Linked DNA regions of Anas platyrhynchos: region 2 is linked to region 1. Evidence: chromatin contacts called from public Hi-C data. All regions are on one chromosome and are shown on one strand. Each heading gives the region's core, a stretch centred on a gene start, on an enhancer-like site or on the middle of the called end of the contact. The rest is flanking DNA. Distances are from core to core; before and after follow the strand shown. Region 1 overlaps KCNE2 (potassium voltage-gated channel subfamily E regulatory subunit 2). Region 2 holds the start of KCNE1 (potassium voltage-gated channel subfamily E regulatory subunit 1).

Region 1 (6,295 bases), core at 1,931-4,430:
GAAGTATCTTGCCCTATGGAAAGTTGTTGCTCTTGCTCTTGGTTTGAAGGTGTCCTTCAAACTTTTTCTCTGTGCGTCACTGCTCTCAAATTTGCCTTTATCCCAGTGAACAGTCTGGCCAGGGATCTCTGTGTGCCTGGTGGCTGTTGATGGTCTTCACTGTGAAACCATGGTCCTACATGTACTTATTCCCCCTTTTCTCCCCACCCCTTTCCCCATTTTAGCAAGATGATATGGGCCTCATCTGACCCTAGTGCTCCCACCCTTGAATACCAACCAGGTGGGTGGCAGGCCTGGCTGCAGATGAGAGGATCCCATGTCCTCCTTGAATTGCCCAACTTTTGAAGAGACATGCTGTGTTTGAAAGGGCAAGGGAAGGAGGTAAGGTGTCACGGCCCACATTGCTCTGCCCTTTCAGATACACGATAGTAACCTCTGGCGTTCCAGAGTTTGGGAAAACAAAACCCCACTGTCTCCTTATTGCACAGGCTTGGGAGTGTGGTCCAGTGCGGCGATAAGAGACAGCCACGAGCCTAATCTGGTTCAGGTCTGCTGCGTGCCTGCTGTGTGGTCTTGGCAATCGGGTCACTTTTCCATCTGTGAAATGGGGCTAGTGGTGCTTACCTTTGTTTTCAGGACGTTTCAGATCTCAGCACGAAGTGTTTTATGCAAATGAGGAGGGTTTCTGGTGCTATTTCTTAGTAATGAGCAGCAGACCTTGAATTTTGACCTTTACATGTTGTTTTTTTTTTTTTTTTTTTTTTTATGTACTCGCCTCACCGGGCCTGGACTGAGTGGACTGGTAGCAATTGAAGGTCAGGACTATTTTCCTGCCAGCTCTAACCATATAAGTAGGGGTTACAGCAGCGCTGGAGGGGGGTGTATTTATGGGCATGCAGATGAGCTACCACTTGGAAGCCTTTCTGCGGGTGGATGGAGGGATGGAAGTGCAGCTCTGTGGGGACACGGTGTGGTCACTCCCGAAAACGGCACCTGACGTGCACGAGCTCAGCCTCTGGCTTTCTCCTTTGCTGTCTGGATATAGTCAGAGTGCAAGAGTGAAGGTGAATCTGTGGCTTAGCAAAGGCGAGTAAATAGAAGTGCCAGCTCGTAGGGTTACCCAGCCGTCGGCTCCAGCCTTTTGGGCGGCCAAACTTTGACGCTGACTAGGTTGTAAACAGGAAGAATATCCATGCAGTTTTCTGCACTTTGATTCTTGATAACTTTGCCCTCGTCTTCTCAGCCAGACTGAGAGGAAAGGCTAAGTGCATTTCAGCCAGCATAAGGCATGCCTTCTTCTTCCTGGCTCCATTGGTAAATGGTACCAGATTCATCTAGGGGTTTGCCTGCACAGTAACCACGTGTGCAAGTGTCTCTCTGTGAGTGCTAACCTAAGTGGCAGAGTTATTCCCATAAAAGTTGGCCTCATCCATACACTTCAGTGTCCTCAGTGTGCTTACAGCTGCAGCAACCCTTCCATGGGAACTTCTGCAGCCTCTCCAAGATTCAGGCCCCATCTTCAGTAGATCATAATACACACTACATACCTCAAACCTGAACCTGGGCAACTGATTCCAGACTCCCTGTGGTTTACCATCTAGCCAGAAGGATGCTCACATGGTTACTGTGTCAGCAAATAATTCTTCATCAGCTCCAGTGGGCCAAGCCCAGACCTATCCTTATCTACTGTTGCCACTGTCTGGGTTTCTGAATCAGAGCAAGTCCTGAGGAGGCACTTGGCTTTGATGACCATGGGCTAACCTCTCTTTTAACTTGTTCATATGTGCACCCAGGAGCTCCTGTCAAACCCTTGCAGCAGCTGGCAGTAGCAGCAGAGGGAGACTGCCACGCTGGAGCATGCAGTGCTCTCCAGAATACAGCAGCAGTATTGTGTTAGTACCCCCTCCGGACTGGATCCATCACCATGGCAGCTGGCTGAAGAAACAGCAACAAAACAAGGAAATCACCAACTTGTTGAAACTTAATGGCTTTAGGTTTGGATGAGATTTTGACAGACCCATCTCACAGCTCCTCAGTGGCCCAGGCATCATGCAGACTGCACCTGTGCTTCCTCCTCCCCCTTCCCACACACCAACCTGAGACTCCATCCCCTTTCCGAGAGGAAGATGAACTGTTAGAGTTCTGTCTGAGGTGGAAGACAACTGTATTCAATAATAATAATAATCATCTGTAAAAGGGGATTTCTGTGTTCTGCCTACTTGCCATTTTGATGCTGTACAGGCTGTGATTCTAGACCCTATTTTGCATATGCATTTGAGATCATTTCCTTGATTACAGTTGATGATACCATAAAAATTACCAGGGACATTGTTCTGGGATTATGGCTAACCTAGGAAGAGCTCAGGTACACAGTGATATGAATTAGGATCAGATTCTATCACAAAGATGGCTCTAAGCTCCTGAATTCCTCCTGTTAAATGGGAGAGTTGGTTTCAATCGATTATTAATGATTCCTGACACAGTATCTGATCTCCAGTTCCGCAAAGTTCAGGATGGTTCAGATGAGCCTTTGGTCATCACTCATCTCATGAACTTCAGCTACCTGTGATGTGTCATTAATGATCAATTAAAAATACTGCTTACCTGTGAATATAGGGACCGTTGTTTAAAAGAGCAAGGGCAACTCTAGGACACTGCCAGATTTCTCAGGCAGATTTTCATCATCCAGGTAGCATGGATGTTAGGTATAAGGTAGGGCATTATGTAGGAATGAGAACTCTGATGCAGATTATGTGGAGGACAGGGTTCATAAATCTCTCTACGGCAAAGTTATCAGGGGTCAGTGGGTGAGCAGAGACAGCCACAGCTGAGAAGACCTAGGCTCAGCCTTCTGTCCCATCAGAGTCACTCAGTGACCATAAAAAACACCCACTCTGTTTCTCAAAGCAATTGCATTTCCTAGCTCCCATTAATTTTAATTGTATTACACACCTCATTTTCCTTGAAAGTCTTTGTTTTCAGTTCCTTTCCTGAAATGCGGTTAGCAAATTAATGTTTTCATTTGAGCTGCTCAGGTACATGGTGGTCCTATTACCCAAAAAAGTCCCACAGACAGCAAGAGAGCACAGAGTGCAGTCCTGCAGATGTGGACCTCCTTGAGGCTGCTCTGTGTGGGTAGCCAGGCTCTGTCTCTGGGTGGTATGTGTCTGTGTCCTTCGGAAGTAATGTTCTCACCCTTCCTCAGACTCGTATCAGCTGTGAGATGCTACAGGGTACAGCTCATGCTGTTCCTGCCTGGTGAGATAAAGCTCCCTTCAAAGTTCCAACTTGTTAAAGAAAATCTCACACCACATGCAGTGCGTCTGGAAGCTTCCAGATTGTTTAGCGTTACATGAGCAAAACTGTATCTGTATTTTCAGCAAATATCTTCTAAAAAGATAGAGCTTAAAAATACATTGAGTTTGTCAAAAGATTCCAGTGAAAAGAGCTTTCACTCTAAGACTGAGCCGGTCTTGTGCTTAAAGCAACATTGAGACTTCCAGACAGAAGAGTACCTATCAGTGCAAGGATATTAAACAAAATGCCTGTAGCCTAATACTGGTAGAACATCACTTTTTCTTCTGTGGCCATTTCTTCACGGCCGTTTCTTCATGGTCTGCTTCTTTGTCTCATAGTCCTCAGCTGCAGACAGAAAGAAATAGGAGGAACCCATTTTGGGTCACCTTAGAGTGCTTTTGCTACTGGCCTGATATCTGAAGGGAAAGATAAAGTGTTTGCTACCTTAATAAGACTGCAGTTGGCCCTTCAAATAGGAAATGGTATTTAGAGCAACAATGCCAGCTGCGGTTGAAGGGATCTGCATCATCTCTGGTATTCCGTGTTCTCTGAGAGAAAAAGCAAGGGACATCTCATTGTTCTGCTCTGTGGAAAACCATGTATCTGGAAGAGATTAAATCCACTTTTGCTTCACTGGCAGGCATTCCAAAGACACAGATATTTTTATATCTAATCAGCTTCCTTGTCTTCTATGATGACATTTAGCCAGAGATCCAGGTTAGGCACAGGGCTTTGAGATGTGTGCCAAATACGGTCTGATATGGAGCCTTTGAAGTAAAAAATGTGAGTGATCTCCCCACGGGTTTGGTCCTCCTGATAAATGGGCACACAGATGACACACCACTCTCTTCAACCCATTACAGAGCACTTATCTGGTGTGTTAGCTTTAGGGTAGTTCTTAGCTGTAATGCAAAGGTTTACATATCAAAACTAAAATCTGACCAGAGAAAGCAGAAAAACAGACAAACAAACAAACAAAAACCAAAAACAACACAAGTTTTGCAGATCAGTTTTAAGAAAAAGTCTCCTTGCTGAAATTTTGGAGACTTCCCCTCCAAGAAGATGAAATTAATCTAGATGAGCCTCAAGCTACGGAAACCATGTTTTTACTTTAATTGTGAGTGTGGGTTGGCAAAATCAAAAATCACAGAGATGATTCAAGACTTTCTTCAGCCAGTCCCTGTACATTATTACATTTGGATCTGGAATGTTTGGGGTCCTTCTGGAGAAGAAGCAGTTTGCTGTAAGGAACCCTTTGTTTTTTCACTGAAGGCCAGGAGCAGGGGTGATTTCGTGATGCTGCATTGAGATCTCAGGTCTCAATTTACTCACTGGAGTAAATTTTTAATGAAGGAACATATGAAATTAACTCAAAATAAAGCCTCTGTAAGCACACTAACCATTTCCTGTATAACATACAGCACAGTGTTTTTCACATTTCCTTTGGACTGAAATGTAAGGAAATTTTTAATCATTCAGTATATCCACTGGGCAAAACATAGCCCAGTGTCTTGACCTTTTCTTGAAAGCTTGTAAGGTATTTGCCCTTACTCCATGTTTCTGGGCAGAAAGCAATTTCCACTTATAGAAAAAACCTCTATGGACAAATGGGGAGACATACAGTCTTTGTAGCCCAAGGCTAAAGTATCTCCTGCTGTCACTGAAGAAACACTTGTGGTGCTTGGGAGGCAGTGAAAGTTGTTGTATTGACTTAAGTGAGAAGAGACTGAAAGCCTGATCCTTTTCCAAATGTAAGAAACCTTTTGCTTCTGTCAAAGCAAAGACCTGCTTGTAGAGCTTCTCAGCTAGGAACTGGAGTAACACAACGCCATGAGGGATTTGACGTGAAAAGTGAGTAAATATCACATTTAAGACTTGGATTAAGGTCTCAAAGACAGCTCCTAGGCACCTCTAACAATCTCTTAGGTAGTTGCTTAGAATGGTTTTACTGTAAACTTCCCAAGTGAAGTAATAAAACTGGTGTCCACCAGCAGATGGTGCTTCTGCCTGAGAATTGTTTTCCTTCATGACCATTGAAAGACAGTTTGCCTCACATCATTATTGTGAATGAGGCATTACATGGCAAAACATTTGCTATTATATCATATGGATTCTGTAATTGCGGTAGTTCCTGTGTATGCTTTTCCATCTGCTCTTTCCTTACCTCCAGTGCTGCTTTTCTTTTAAGGGCCTTTGATTATCAGCCAGTAACAACTTTTAAAATTATCCCATAAAAACTCCTTGTTTAGCAGCTGTAACACCAGGCTGAAGAACGTCAGTGGTAGGAAAGACAGAGATGGGTCATTTTTATTTATTTTTTTTGACCTGGGATGCCTTTCATGCTAATTTGAGTGGAAATACATATGCTCAAAACCAGGCAGGCAGTCTGTCCCTTGCACCCTACTGATTCGCAGCTCTCCAGGACAATAAACTGAAGATCGTCAGCTCTGAAAGAATCTGGAGCAGATGAGGAGGTGGCTAGCAGACAAATAAACACCCACTTGACTCCAGACTATTCACTGTAGTGTTTGTGGGAAGAAACTACTGACTTTTATCTGAAATTTGCATTAGAAACATTTTCCTGCTATTGCAATAGCACTAAGCACTTTAAAATGAAGATCTAGGATGCCACTTAGACAATACATTGTCATCTTAAGACTCCTGTCCTCCAGCGTATAGATACCTCGGTGGCTGATACATTTAGTCCCATAGTTCACATGCCATTGTGTGCGCTTAGTGAATTGTTGCACATGTCAGGGTATAAACTCAAGTTAAGCCAGTATGGTGCTGCTTTGGGGCTGGAGGGTTGCAGTTAACACTGAGCTCATAGATAGCTCTGGTGGTGGAAGAGGGGTAATGGTAAAGGTAAATCTCTGCATGTACTGTAGGTGCCTGAGGTATGGCCCTCCCTGCAGAATAGCATAAATCAGGAATTTGATTTAACAGTTTGCCCTGGACTGTGGAGCTATTCCTTATCCTTGAGATCTCATGGGATTGA
Region 2 (6,295 bases), core at 2,173-4,672, 73 kb after region 1:
CAATCCTGGCTCAATCAGGTGGCAAAACCCAAAGGTTACACTCTGGACCCCCCAGTATTCAAAAGTCCAGTCATTAATCACAGAATCACAGAATTTCTAGGTTGGAAGAGACCTCAAGATCATCGGATCTCCAAGCAAAGCCAGTCTTGCACACCCAAATGCCTGTGGGCAGAGGAGGGTTTGTATTGGCAGCGATCCACGAGGAAGGATTTTTGGAAGCCACAACAGAATCCCTGCATTGTTGGAGCCTTATTCTTCCTCCTGATGTTTGAAGTATTGAAAACCTGACAGGTTTGCATTGTTCTCCTTCGATGCTCTTGAACCTTTGGCTTTTCCTCCTCTGAATCCAGCCACCTCAAGGTGCATTTTATACCCATGCTTTTATCAACAGGTCTCCCCGTACACCAAAAAGCAGAGATGTTTTATGCTCAGAAACCAGTTTTGCTGTCAGCACTGCCAGCAGAAAGCAAGATCAAAGATCCTCTAATGGTACAGAAAGAAATAGCTGTTCAAACGCCCCTTCCAATCTCACAAGAATTTGCACTAAATTGCTAGGTTAAGGTCGTGAGAGGAGGCTCCTCCATGTGCTAGGAAAGGCATTCTCAAAAATGCACTCGTTCAGAGAAGGAGCCAGGTCATGGGGGAAGGGAAACCTTGCATCCTGAGAAGCAAAAAAGCAAAATACCTTTCCAGTCATTTAGATAAAATAATCGAAGCTATGTCCTCACACATGCCACCCACCGCTCCCTGCACTTGCAGGTAATGTAAGGCCCAGCGTTGCCTGCATTATCAAGGAAGGCTTTCAAAGGCAGAGCTATTCCAGACTCTTTTTTTCTTCTCTTATCCTTTTAAAGAAGAAGTGTGTTTTGCAGCAGGTATAGATAAGCTTTTCCGCAGAAGCAGGCACACAGATCTCCCCGCTGTGGTCTTTTTTTCTCCCTTGAGCAAACAGCAGATGTGGGCAGTGTGAACACACTGCTGCCCTTCAGGAGCCCCAAGATGCTTTCTGTTTCTGGTTCACTGACCCATAGCTGGCCACATTTTCTCCAGCTGTGCCCTGGCAGCCTATCCGAGGTCTTCACCAGAAGCAGAAAGGTAGAAGAGCCTCGTGAAGGCGGCTGGTGGTTTGCAAGAGAAGTGTCCCCGATGCAAGCACAGACATGGGGCTCCCCCCATGCCATGAGGTGAGAGGGAAGGGGGAGCTCGATGTGGGTGTGGTGAGCAAGCAAACTGCCTGCTGCTGAGCACCTCTGCGGTTCAAGGAGGAAAGCTTTTGATATTTGCAACCTAAACCAGACAAAGCAAGCATGAACCACAACACCCAGTTTTTCTTTGATTGGAAGGATCCCACCTAGCCCTGAATATCAGGTAGCTGTTTGGGCTATGCAACAACTTGTTTGTAGCTTTATAATCCAAAGAGTAAATCATTCTTTGGTTAGCACATGAACATATGTAGGATATCTTTCTTCTGTGATCACAACCAAGTAGAAGGAAATAAAAGTCCTGGGGCTTGGGAACAGAAAGTACAGAAAAGGCAACATGAGAGTGGTGTTGCTCCACCTGGAGCACTTTCTGCCAGGTTCCTCTTCACTTTGCCACACATTTCACAGGAGAAAAGCAAAAGGGTGTGGGCTGACTCAGAAGACATGAACATCTGACAGGGCACACAGCATCTCAAATGCCTTGAAGTAAAGGCCAGCTGTGAATCATTTCTTCCAGGAAACATTGACCAGCTCCTACGAACAGCCATAACTGGTCATTTCTTTTAACCCGGTATTTTGCCTTACAGCGGTCAGGGCAGGCATTTAGGGAAAATTGGTAAGAAACTGGTGTCAAGCTATGCATCCCTTGGTACAGCCCCTCAGCTGCAGCAGGCACTCCTTGCACAGAGCCACACGCTGTTAGATGATCCCCTGCCTCTTGCTGAAATTAGAAACAATAGCGACCTGCACAAACTAAGAACACAATAAAAAAAAATAAAATAAATAAAAAAAAGAAATATGCACATTTCCCTAACTACAATGTCTGTGGGAAAACAAACACAGAGGTAGCATTGACTAGGCATACTTCTGTTGGGACATTTCAGCTTTGTGCTGAGCGTGCTGATGCAGTAAGTGCAGTGCCTCTGGACCACAATGGCATTGCAAACAAAACGATGGAGACCACAAATTTTTCTAGGACTGCAACACTACTGCAGCATGTGTTGGGCCACAGCGTCTTACACAGTGCCCGTCCCTGCCATACCCAGTGGTGTTAACACAGCTGCTGACATTTTGTTCTCTGGTCTGGAGGAAAAGCACAGCATCGCAGGATCATCTAGGCTGGAAAAGACCTGCCAGATCACCAAAATTTTCACCATCCTACCAGACCATGTCTCTAAGTGCCATGTCCACACACCTTCTAAATACCTCCAGGGATGGGGACTCCAGCATTTCTGAGGGCAGCTCGTTCCAATGCTTGACCACCCTCCTTGGGAAGAGATCCTTCCCGATCTCCAACCTAAACCTCCCCAGCACAGTATGAGACCCTTTCCTTGTGTCTCATCACTTTTCACCCGAGAAAAAAAGAGACCAACAGCCCCCTTGCTGCAGCCTCCTTTCAGGTAGCTGTAAAGAAGCTGCAGGACTGATGGACACAAAATCCTGACTTTACCAAAATCACCAACTAGTTCTCCTCCATTTCAAATAAAATCATCTCTTGGTTATTCCCTACCTGGAGTGAGCCTCCCCAGCTCCCCGTGGATGCAGGAACGCAGGTCAATGATGCGTGGGGGTTAGGAGCTGGCTGTGCTGGCGTGGGATGGAAGGAGCCTACCTGCAAGCATAACTAAACTTGCCATGGGCCCACGTTATGCAAATGCACTTTGTCAGCACTTAACTCCTTACCTCAGAGCAGGGCCTGCAATACAGGGTGAGGAGGAGAGCAGCGAAATGAAGCTCAATGCAAACTTCACCGCTCTGTTCTTCGAGGCAACTCCTTCTCTTCCTTTCCTATATCAGCACCGCGGGTTTTAATTGCAACTTCCTCATTGCAGGGACCTCATCTTTCAGTTACCTAGAAAACCTCTCATAGAGTTTGGGCACGATATACTTGGAAGCAATGATGATAATTAATCTGTCTTGAGGTTACCGTCCCTCTTCAGCGCGTTTAATGAATGACAGAGATGGAGCTCCCAAGAAGTGCCAGAGGCTGCAGCTCCACCTAATGACATTGCTGAAAGCAAACCTCGAATGCGTGCGGAAAGAGATTAATTGTGGTAGATATGCTGTCAGCGCTGCACTCCAACTTTTATTGCCGGCGATCAGGAGATGTGAGCCTGAGGCTGCTGAAAAAGGCAGAAATGAAGAACACGAAAACCAACAGTCCGCGTGGTTAGTGGTCAAAGGCAGCGATGGGGGAGCGATACTGAAACATAGCCCAAGAGTTTCGTGCCAGTCCCCTGAAATAAATGGCCTGATGAATCTCAATATCTACACCATCAGCCTTAAAAGCCAGCCCCTTAGCATGTTGGCCTGGTTTTTCGTTAGTTTTGGCTTTGTGTGTGCATGCACATGTGTGTAGTTGGGGTTTTATTTTGGTTAGTTTTTGTTTTGTGCAGACATAAAAGAAAGAGGGAGGCAGAAGCGCACCAGCAGTGCCGGTTCAGCAGAAGGACGCGGGTTCCCAAAGTGGTTTGTGCACGGGACGGGCTGACAGTCGTGATTACAAAAGGCATACCCACATAACCTGGTGGCTTCCTAATGGCCATGAAACATTTTTACTCCACACCACTGGCTCCTGGACTGGCAAGAAAGCAAAAATTCGCTTCCACTGCCGTTCCTGAGGAGGGTCCTTGTTAGACCGTAGCGGTCCTGCTTCCCCCATCCACACAACTTCCACCCCTAAGAAGTTTCAGTGCACCCAGCTCAAACACACATGCAGAGAGCAGAAATTTTGTGCCTCCAGAAGGGTGGCTGGCTTGTTGTTGGAGCTGCTGAATGAAGGGCACTGCCTGCCCCTGCTCCTCTCCTGCCCTGGGGTTTGTGTCTGCATTTATACACTCACGCTTTAATTGTGCATATGTGGGCATTTTCTCCACACACTGCATATTTGCGTTACTTCAGGCATTTCTTTCTTTCCCTCCTAAGCAAACAAGCCTGCTCGGTTTTTTTGAATTCCCTCCCACTTGTAACAATAGGCTAGACACGAGCGAAACTGTCCCTCCTTAATTCAGGCTGTCACACATTCCTCTTGCTTTAAATAAGGGACTATTGCTAAGCTCATAATTTCCATTCTTTCTCAGCCAGCGGTGGGGCTGAAGACCTCTGCTTCTGACCTGGGGCTGGCAGAAGTGACTTCAGCTGCTCACGCCTTTTGTGGCACCTGGGAAAAGCAGTGCTCAGCCACAGCCTGGGGAGAGCATCACCTCAACAAACGGTGAGGTGACTTTAACCAAAACGGTTGTAAAAGGGATGGGGTTCATTAAATCCTCCTGGTTGAGCATGTACCTTCTTGTTATTGAACAGCAAATGTCCCCAGAATAGGTACTGTCATTAAATGAAAAGAATATAGCTAAAAATAAAGCTCAGATCTAGACCAAACTGCTTTGGAAGACACAAACTTACTTCCTTTACTGAAATCCCAAAGTGCTACGCAACACAAGGGTTTTGAAAAAGCCACCATGGCAGTGGAGCCCAGGGTGGGAGCTGTTGGCTTGTTGCTTCCCGTCGAGCCATGGCAAGCAGCAGCCCACAGAGCCTTGTGAGGTACATCCCAGCCCTGCGAAGCCTGATCCTAAACCCCAGTCATGAAGATGCTCAGATGTGAGATGTCAAATGCTCCGTCCTGCTAAGGTGTGCCACGTGCCAAGCAGCAGGCCCGTTTTATTTAGAAATGTAGCTATAGCAAACATGTTCCCCAAGCCGTGGCTTTACTTGACCGTGCCATTCATAACGCAGTGACTAACAGATTTACTAATTTTAAGCCTACTTTGTTTGTTCCGCACCAGGAAATGGAAAATGTGAATTCCTGTTGTTCAGCTCCTGCACCAGATATAGTACATCATTCCCTTCGTTTGGAAAGTTTTGTTTCCAAACACTGTCCATTACTCAAACTGTATTAATGCAGCAAACGTACCATCCAAATAGTTTCCAGTAGATCTCACCGAGAGGATATTGTTTTTTCTGGTGTTATGACCAGCGACACTCATGTCAAAAAGCTCCAGCTAGTGCCACCTTTTTACCCTAAATGTTTAAAAAATAAATAAATAAAGTGAGGTTCTTGTTTGTGCAGAACTATAACCACAAATGATTCACTACCTGCAAGTGTCGTATGCACATCCTGGTCAGTGAGGACCTCCAGAAACTATTCAAAAGCTTTAGCGTCTTACTCTTGGGTACTTTTCCTGAACCACAAGTCTTTGTTCTGAGTATTGTAGTGCATCACAGGCTGAGTCCCCAGCTGCCTGAGCTTCTGCCCCTTGCCACAACACCCCTGCCACTGCTCCTCACATCCTTTGGGAGCCCGTATCCCTCCTGGCTGGCACCAGAAGCAGCAGGGCTCACCAAGTGGTGCTGGGAGGAGAAAAATGTTTGCTGGGCATTGCCCCTTGCCTGGCTGTTTTTAGCTGCTTACTCATGTTGCAGCAGCGGGAATAATGAGGGGCTTGCCATGACCACAGCCGGGAGGTGGATGAATACTTGAATCCTTGTCATAGTTGATGCAGATGCTGTCTGGTTGCAACTCTCCTCTACTTAGCTCTGCTCTAGCAAAGTGTGTCTTTAACATCTTTAGTGTTTCGTAGCATAAAACCAATAATTTTGTTTACTCTATCACACCTGATTTCATCTTAATGCTACATCGCCGGCTCAAGACTCGCTCAGGTTTCTGTAGAAGAGGGACATTTTCCTATGGTTCATTTTCTTTTAATCCCATCTGCATCATTATACCAATAGGTGCTGGGGGTCCGAACGCTGCTGTCACACTACTGAATGAGCTAGGACATCAAAATTGCTCAAAGCCAACAAGGAACAAATCTGAAATTGAGCCTGCCCCTTCTGATAAAAATAACCGGGCAAGCACAAGCCTGGCAAATGGAAAAATAACCAAGATACCTCTGCTTTTCCTTTTAATGAAAGTTGCAGCACCCCAACACTCAAGAGGGATTGCGGTCCCCTTGGGCCAGGCGTCCCATGGACGTGATGCACCCCAGCCTCTGCGCCCCATCTCTGCTGCTGTGTGGGGAGCCTCCTCTCCACTGGGCTCACTGGTGACGGAGGCATACAGACCTTGGGGGAAAGAACAGATGCCTGCAACT

Evidence for each region. A called contact is a pair of places that touch in the nucleus more often than the background predicts.
Region 2: a Hi-C map of subcutaneous adipose tissue shows a contact between it and region 1, with 1.8 times the contacts expected there. The contact joins the promoter of KCNE1 here to the enhancer-like site in region 1. A contact is called at or near these places in 4 of 8 Hi-C or Micro-C datasets (F5 follicle, liver, skeletal muscle and 1 more).

The regions. Positions count from the first base shown.
Region 1 is chr1:111,284,496-111,290,790 of IASCAAS_PekinDuck_T2T, forward strand. The region is part of intron 2 of KCNE2 (potassium voltage-gated channel subfamily E regulatory subunit 2); the gene reads left to right. Among named protein-coding and RNA genes, the nearest start is that of SMIM11, 19 kb to the right of the region's middle. Within about 2 kb of position 3,181, at least 5 of the 8 cell types and tissues checked have an H3K27ac peak or open chromatin away from gene starts, as enhancers often do. A contact at or near this core is called in F5 follicle, where this site is marked.
Region 2 is chr1:111,357,214-111,363,508 of IASCAAS_PekinDuck_T2T, forward strand. KCNE1 (potassium voltage-gated channel subfamily E regulatory subunit 1) reads right to left here and starts at 3,423. Exons shown (of 2, transcript XM_038173395.2): 1 at 2,886-3,423.